Linked DNA regions of Mus musculus: regions 2 and 3 are each linked to region 1. The links are chromatin contacts, called in public ChIA-PET and Micro-C maps. All regions are on one chromosome and are shown on one strand. The core of a region is the stretch at or near the end of the contact, and the rest is flanking DNA. Distances in the headings are between cores, read along the strand shown.

The links. Hi-C and Micro-C count contacts between places; a contact is called where the count stands out from the background. ChIA-PET counts read pairs in DNA pulled down with a chosen protein or histone mark.
Region 2: a contact with region 1 is called in an RNA polymerase II ChIA-PET map of memory CD8 T cells, with 12 read pairs. The contact joins the enhancer-like site here to the promoter of Mgat5 in region 1. A contact is called at or near these places in 5 of 115 datasets of contacts at active chromatin or transcription factors (bone marrow-derived macrophages, double positive thymocytes, embryonic stem cells and 2 more).
Region 3: a contact with region 1 is called in a Micro-C map of embryonic stem cells, with 4 times the contacts expected there. The contact joins the promoter of R3hdm1 here to the promoter of Mgat5 in region 1. A contact is called at or near these places in 1 of 39 promoter capture datasets (the SN4741 cell line), 4 of 484 Hi-C or Micro-C datasets (CD4 T cells, CD8 T cells, embryonic stem cells and 1 more) and 2 of 115 datasets of contacts at active chromatin or transcription factors (craniofacial prominence and thymic regulatory T cells).

The regions. Positions count from the first base shown.
Region 1 is chr1:127,203,575-127,206,274 of GRCm38.p6, forward strand. Mgat5 (mannoside acetylglucosaminyltransferase 5) reads left to right here and starts at 1,412. Exons shown (of 18, transcript NM_145128.3): 1 at 1,412-1,853.
Region 2 is chr1:127,795,109-127,797,808 of GRCm38.p6, forward strand. It overlaps Ccnt2 (cyclin T2), which reads left to right. Exons shown (of 9, transcript NM_028399.1): 5 at 147-209. Among named protein-coding and RNA genes, the nearest start is that of Ccnt2, 22 kb to the left of the region's middle. Within about 2 kb of position 1,408, at least 40 of the 459 cell types and tissues checked have an H3K27ac peak or open chromatin away from gene starts, as enhancers often do. A contact at or near this core is called in bone marrow-derived macrophages, memory CD8 T cells and microglia, where this site is marked.
Region 3 is chr1:128,101,929-128,104,628 of GRCm38.p6, forward strand. It overlaps R3hdm1 (R3H domain containing 1), which reads left to right and starts at 1,378. Exons shown (of 27, transcript NM_181750.2): 1 at 1,378-1,555. Zranb3 (zinc finger, RAN-binding domain containing 3) reads right to left here and starts at 543. Exons shown (of 21, transcript NM_027678.3): 1 at 325-543. It also overlaps the pseudogene Gm29383.

The sequences.
Region 1 (2,700 bases), core at 162-2,661:
TCCAGAAGTAGCCCAGCCTCTTCCTCCAGGTGGATGTTAAAGAAGGGCTGATTTCATTTGTGTACATTCCCAGGGTGCTCCAAGCAGGAGACAACACCACAGGTGTGTTCTATGAAGGACCTGGGTGTCAAGAGCTCTTACTCACTGGCTGTGTAGCCGAGAGGGCTACTTCACAAAACGCAGAAGAGGAACTAAATTGTTTCTAGTGTTAAAAAAAAAAATCCAAAATTCTATAATCCCCAGGTTTAAAATAATTCTGCCGGGGATGTGGAGGGGGGCAAGTTAGGGTGAAATTAGCCTAAGAACGGAGCTGTGAAACAAGGTTGAAGAAATTCTGCAGGATAAACCCTTCTACTGTAACTGGATATAGCGATGGCTCACAGGAGCAGAACTTCCTGTCATTTACACCCCGGGTAATCCATCAGTCCACCCTCCTTCCATTCCAGACAACACTTAACCAGGATCTATAATGCTCCGTGATGTAAATGCACGGCCAGCTCCCTGGAGGGTGGCCGATTGAATATTGCTTGCTAGTCAGTGTTTCATTGTGGTGCCCTCAGGGCAGGAGATGTGTTTTATTTCTGTTTGAATTTACAAGAGTACGGTGTTAAGCTGTCCAGGCTGCTCATAAAACGCAGACTGAGCAGAGAAAAAGAAGCACATTAGAAAAATTGTGTGCCTACTGTGTACCAGTCACTGCCAAACCCTTTACAAATATTTCATTACATTTTCACAATAATGTCATGGAGCAGCCGTTATTGCCCTCATTAATAGAGCCGCTAAGAGGATCCGGATAAATGACTTGCTCAGGGTCACCAAAGCCAAGGGTGTGATGCTTGTAATTCCTGTACTCAGGAGATGGAGGCAAGAAGATCCAGAGTTCGAGGGTATGCTCTGTTAAAAGCAAGTTCATCGAGGCCAGTCTGGGTTAGGTAAGACTGCACCACCCCCCCCCCCCCCCATCACAAAATAAACAAATACAAATCTGTTCAGTTAAAAAAAAAAAGACACGGGACAGAAATTCCTACTGTTTTTGCCAATCTACTCTATAAAGTATAAAAATGGAGCTCAGGGCGTTTGTTAAAAGTTGGCAAGACCCCCTAAACAGTTGAGCCCGCCATCTCCTCCCCACTGGTTTCACTCCTGAAAGGTCCCTGTCCTGAGGAGGCCCAGAGACCATCACTCTGGAGAATGCACTGTATGTAACAGTAATTGTACCCTGCCCCTGACCTTGCTAGAGTATTATTTACTCAGCTCCCTCGGTCTAGCTCTCTGCCTGTTTCTCCTTGGGCTGCGGAATGGAGCGGCTTCAAGTCCTCCTGTACAGGGTCTAGAGTTTGCAGACGATCCCCGAGAAGCCGAGGCGTTCCGAATTGGCTGAGCGCTCTGCCGGGGTGGGCGGGGAATTTGCGGAACGTCCGTGGCCCGGAATCCCTTTGCCTTGGAGAGCGGCGCGAGCCTAGAAGCTGAGAGAAGTTGGGTAGGTCGATCCGGGAAGGGTAGCAGAAACCTCGAAAAGATCTCCTAACCATTCTGTCCTGATCGTTTGGACTCAGGAGGAACGTCCCTGCTTGCGTCTAGGGGCGGAAGGTGGACGCGCTGCGCACGGCCCCGACAGGGCTGGTAGTTTTCAGACCGTCCCTGCCGAGGCCCGCTCGCCCGGCAGCCCTGCGGCTCCCGCGGTGGCGGCGGCGGCCCCAGGCTCGATCTAGCCCAGGTAGCCGCATCTCAGTCTCAGGGGGCGCTCTGACCCCGCTCCTGGCTGTGCCTGGGACCTCTGTTCCTGGAGCAAGGCTGCTGGAGAGTGAACCCGACTGCTACTGATGGTGCTTCTGCTGCTCCCCTACTAGCAGGTAAGAGCTGCTGCAGGGTCGAGCGATCGATTCAGAAGCTCGCCATCCCCCTTCGGGGAGATGCACGGACTGTGGATCGCGGGGGGACGCGTGGGGGATGTTAGGGGAGATGAGGCAGCCCTTATCCGGCCCAACGCTGACACCGGGGGCTGCGTGGGTGGATGTTCTGGCCGTGTTTGATTTGGGACGGGGGTGGGAACCCCAGAGTACAACCGAGGGACCCGCTTGGAGGGTCCACCACCTGCTCAGAGGCATCCCCTCTCATGGGACCCCGAAGATCTTCTCTAGCCTCTGAGGCTTTTAGGCTTCCAAGGAACTGTCCAGAAGGGGCTCGGGTGGCGTGGGCTGGAGGCGAGAAGCTGAGATTGGCATTTTGGACGCTGGGACCGCGATGAAACCAGAAACCAGGATGCCAGCGTGGGCCGGGCTAGGGTCCTGGGGATCCGAGAGCTCAGCGTGAGATGTGCCTTGAGCCAGTTGGAAGGAAGAATGAAGAGTGGGACCCCAGGTCCCTGGGGAGAAGGGATATAAAGATCCAAAGCTCCAGGCTGAAAGGTCAAGAAGACCCTTCGTAACCTAGAGAGCCTTAGGGACAGCCCGCCCCGGCCGCGATCCTGCCGGCGTGCACCCACGACTGGGAGATGGCAGAGGCTGCGGGATGTAAGGGCGACACCCGCGTACACACTCCCCCAGAGCATGCTCAGTGCGGTCCTGGGAACTTCCTGCCGAGTCGCCAGGCCAGCCTCTTTGGTCCCCTTTGGGGCCGCAGCTCGCTAAATTGGGGGTAGGGGGTGTGCGAGTGGGGAATCTCTGTACCCTCTTGTTCACCCTTTCTCGTCCCTCGGCC
Region 2 (2,700 bases), core at 158-2,657, 590 kb after region 1:
CAGCAATAAGAAGCTTTAATGTTGGCTTTGGAATCCTCTTAATACTGACGAGTGTAGTAGACATTTATGATTGTATGGCGAGCCGCATTGCTCAGGCAAGTACTGTAGTGGTAAGTAGTTGGGAAAAAAAGTGCTTTTCATTTCAGGTTTTGAGATCACCATTGAACACCCACACACAGATGTGGTGAAATGCACCCAGTTAGTAAGAGGTGAGTGGTCCCTCAACCATCTGGGATGAGTGGTGTGCTTTCTTTCCTCTAGGACTGGTATGGATATTGTGGATTCTAGCCTTATGTTGGGTTTTATTAAAAAGTGCAAATGTCATTTTGAAATAGTGTTCAGTATCTTAGTCATCTACTTCTGTCTGTTTTTTCCAAGTACATTTGGTTGCATTTGTGTGGTAATGGAGAAAACTAACAACTCTCATGCCGTTAGACCTTCTATGAGCAAGAGCCCTTCCCACGGGCTGCCAGTGTTGCTTTTCTAGTTCCCATCTGGATTGCTTATGGTGCATCGCAGCTTCTGGGATCTGCTTCTGTGCTTTTGGTCCTTTTGAAAACAAAAATCAGTGGTTTTGGTCTCTCACAGGGGTTTTGGAGAGAGAGAGAGAGAGATCACATACTTAGTATTTATCTTAACAGTCTCAGTCATTCTAAATTGAATTCATTTTACTTCTAGATAGCATTTTATTTTGAAAAAAAAAAAAAAAAAAAAAAAAAACAGCTTTGGAAAGCAAGCCCAGAGGCTTCAAGCCAGCATCTTTGCTAACAAAGTAGAGTTCTAAGACTAGGAACACACATTACCAGAGAATCACTTTGCAAAATACAATATTTTAATTATGGTTCCTATTCTTCACAAGCATATAAATATACTTTGTAGCACAGTTGCTTCCCTAGTTACAGTAAAGTATCAAATCAAATAGCAATTAGCTGTACGTGTTAAGAAAAGCATATAGGCTGGTCTCATTGAAAGAAAAGCATATAGGCTGGTCTCATTGAAAGAAAAGCATATAGGCTGGTCTCATTGAAAGAAAAGCATATGGGCTGGTCTTATTGAAAGCTTCAAAGAGTAAACCAGTCTGTGCAAGTTAGCAAACCACATAATTTGCTCTAAATCAAGAGCCTAAAGAACAATGAAGAAAGACATTAGTGTGTGTTTAACAAAGATATTACTTACTAAGGTACTGCCTTTAAATAAGGCTGGATTTTAAACAGATACTTTACAGATTTGATGTATTCCCACAAAGTTTTGGGGTTTTTTGTTTGTTAGTTTTGTTTTGATGTTCTATTAAAGTCTGATATCCTGAACCTTGAGTGCAGGATACTGTGTGTGTGTGTGTGTGTGTATGTGTGTGTGTGTGTGTGCGCATGCATGTGTGTTTGTTCCTTCATTCGTTCCTCTGACTCAGCTTTGAGGTGGCTGTACTTCCTCCCTTTAAAGATTTTCTTTTATCTTCACTGTCTTTGTTCTCTTTGCTCTGTTACAACTTTGAACTAACAAGAACACTTTACATTCCTTCCTGTATTGAATTTAGATACGTTCCTTAGGAAACATGATACCACAATTGAGTTTTTATTATTGTATGGAGGTTTTGGTTGGGTGGTGGTGGTGGGTAGATATGATTTGTGCGAAACCCTCACTTCCCACTCCAGATGAGACAGTTGCTACTTTGCTGCACAATTGACTGATGTCATTTTACCAGGGACCTTTCACTCTGATCTCTCCTTCCCTCCCCACCAGGAAAGAATACCATACTTAAGTCACACTGCCTCCAAGACCTCTGGTGCTCTGACAGTCTTCCTTAGCACAGCTCTGCCAGACCCAATCCCTTTTGTTAAACCTTCCCTTGATGATCACATGGGGCAGCAGGGATCACAGGTGCCAAGAGTGAAAACTAGGAGGGGAAAGAGTTTGGGGCCTTGAGGGTGGGGCTTGGGGCTGCCAGGCTAGTGATTTTTGATCAGAAGGGGTGGGGGCTGGTCAGGTCTCTGTGGGAAGAGCATGGGGTAGGGGAAGGGAAACCGTTTAGTATCTTATGGAACTAGTTAAAAACTGCTTTCCTGTTGGGGACCAGTGTCGGAAGCACTCCTCCTAGAATAATCCTCTTTCTAGGTTTTATCTCTAATGGAGTCGATAAGTTAAAAAATTAGTACAGTGGAGTTTCCTATACTCTGTTAATATCTAATAACAATATATAATAACATGATAAAGAACTGAGATTATGTTCTTAGAAGTTTGGGGTGGGGGTTGTTTTGCTCAATTTTGAAGGAAATATTTAAGCCAGCCTAAATATAATGACAGGATTAAGTTTGGCGGGCTACTCTTCATATTTGGTATTAGACTTCAAAAATCTTTTTCTTCTTCTTCTTTTTGTTTTTTGTTGTTTGTTTTTTTGTTGTTTTTTTTTTTTTTTTTAATCCAGGAGAATGCTTTATTTCAACTTTTAGCTGACTAGATGCTTAACTTAGTAACAAGTTTAGCCCTTGTAACTGGCTAGCTAAAAGCAAATCGGCTTGTTTCTCAGATCTATGGGGGATAGCAAGAAACATTTGAGTGAATGTTGTTGAAGATTTTCAGTAGTATAGAAAATGATGGCGCTCTTGTGATATTTGTAAGTAGTAAGTAAAATTTACTTTTTGTGTACAAATCTTTGATGTTGTATTGAGAGTTTTTGTGATGTTGACATGTTGAAGCTGATGA
Region 3 (2,700 bases), core at 128-2,627, 900 kb after region 1:
TGACTTCTGGGGACTATTTGTATAAATGGGAGGAATTAGTTCAGAATTTCCAATACCTTCCAGGACATGAACCTATGCTGCTTCACAGACAGTAGCTAAAGGCAAATTAAAGCATCCTCTACAAACTCAAGAGTGAACAGATCTGATAAACACTGGCTCTGCAAGACTAAGTAGCAAAGTAGAAAATTACATTACAGGCTCGAGAATTACACCCATGCCATTTCATATTTCTGGATGGGTTTTTTTAGGGGGAGGGGGCAGTGCGGGGGGGGGGGTTATTTTAGACAAGGTGAATTCTGTAGTCCCAGCTGTTTTAAAACTCACTCTGTAGCCCAGGCTATGAACTCGCGGCGACCTTTCAGCTTCCAGCTGTTACAGGCATCAGCCACCACGCCCGACTGTTACCCACTATTTTCTTATAGCGCAATTAAAGTGCAGTCAATTTCCCATCTCTTGCCCTATACAGTCCGCCAAAATGCAGCACTAGCTTCATAATCTTCAACTCCCGCCAAACTTTTTGCAAGCGTCTTCAACTAAGCGGAAGTGACGTTAAACGGATGACCTAGACTTGGAAGAGTTCAAATACCAGCACTCTAAAACATTGTAATGTGTTGAGAAAATTCCCAACCCTGTTATATTCTCCTTCCTTTAGCGATGCGAAAAGACCTGACTAGAACCTTGCGACTTCATTCTCAACTCCAAATTATTCAAAAATTTCCTCTTACTCATCTAGACAAGGAGGTTACACCGTAACCTCTCAAGAACTACAATTCCCATGAAACACTACCGGAAGCAAAATGAGGAAAACAGGGTCTCAAAGCATCTTGGGAACTGTAGTCGCAGGAGCCAAAGTGCTCAGAAGCCCTGCCTCCACCACTAAGACTGGAGGAACCAGGTGTTCAGCCTGGAACCCGTTACCGCTAAGGGGCGGAGCCACATCCTTAAAGCCTTCCTCTCATCTTCCCACATGAACGACAAAATTGTCCTTTCATCCTTAAAAAGCTCTATAATCATTCCCTGAAGAAAGAGAGTTGTCTACCACATCTCCAGTGATTAAAATCGCCCGGAACTCGCCCACCTCAGGATTCTACTCGTGGGAAAGGTGGCTCTTTCACAAGTGGGCAAAATGGCTGTCCTCCTAGCTTTATCATTGGTTGACTCTTACGTCGTTCAGGGACGACAACTTGCCCGGGATTGGTTCTTTTTCTTTTGTGGGTGGAGATAGACTTAGTCCCGTTCTCCCGCTGTCCCGCAGTGATAATGGGGGTGGAGCGAAAGTGGTTTTCAAACGCTGATTGGATAATTTGTATGTCACTTAATGTTGACCTAGCGTATGAGGTAGGCTGCTTTCCGTCAACGCGACGGAGAGGCGGGGCCAGTGCGTGGTGGGAAGGGGCGGGATTCTGCCGCCGCGGCTGCCGCTGGAGCCGGTGTCCGGGCTGGTGATGGGGTTAATTCCCTTCCGTGAGACTCTACCTTGCAACCAGCCGGCCCCGCCGTCGCCCCGCTGTGCCGCGCTCCCGCCACCTCCTCCTGCTCCTTCTCAGTAACGCGGGTAAGAGATGCTGTCCCCTCCCCCGCGGCGCCCCGGGAATAACGCGCTCGCTCCCCTCCCCCGCCCGCCAACCGGTAGCGCTAACGGAGCGGGAGAGTGAGGCAGCCGGGGAGCTAAGCGCTGAGGAGACGGCGTCCCTCCCCTCTCCTCCGGCCCGCCAGGGGCCGTCGGGTTCTGAGGCGAGCCCTCTAGTCGCCTCCACCGCGCGGTGCCCGCCGCTTCGCTGGGGGCCATGTGCAGCGCCAACCCCTTGAGGCCTAGCGGGGGAGCTGGGGACAGGTTCCCGAGCGTCCCTGCTGCAGCTGCTGCTCTTGCGAGCCCTGGAGATCCGGGGAGGACGGAGGGGAAAAGCAACATAGTCAGGCCAGGCTGGAGCAGGGACCGTTCGCGGAACTGTTCTCCGGGGCCTGGACCAGATGCCCGGGGCTGATACCCCCGCTCCGGGGAATTGTCACACACACCAAAAGGGAAACAGCACGTCGTGCCCGTACTGCCCGTACTGCTAGAAAAAACACAGTGGGGAAATTAGCAAGAAAGTTGAATGACTGTCAGAGCCTTGGTCGTTGATGGACGAACCTACGGGGGACGTTATGATGTAAATCCCCCTCCCCCCTTTCCATCCCTGTATATTAGAAGTTTTTTTTTTTTTCTTCTTGTGGTTATGTACCAGAGATTGTCACTGTTGTCTGAAGTTGCTTTTAAGGAGAAACAAAATTGGGTTTGGCTGTTGTGACTTCTGTGAATTGGGTCCTGAGAGAGCAAGTCCCCTAAACTAGTTAGAGGTGAAGAGGTATCTTCCAAAGCAGTGCTGCTTACTAAATAATAAGGTGCATTTCTGAAGAGGTAAAAATAGAATTTCTAGCATGAATGAATACACACAAACACACATATCCCACTCCTAAGGTTATAGTTTGGCTGGGTCACGTTAAAGAATCTCATACCATACTCCCCTTTATTTTAGATTTTTTCCCTGGACAGGGTCTCTCTGTGTAGCCCTGGCTGTCCTGGTACTCACAATGTAGACCAGGCTGGCCTTGAGCTCACAGAATCCACCTGTCTCTGCCTCCCAAGAGCTGGGATCAAAGGTGTGGCCCCCCATCGCCCAGCTAAAGAAACCTCTTAAATTTAAATGTCATTGATTCCAA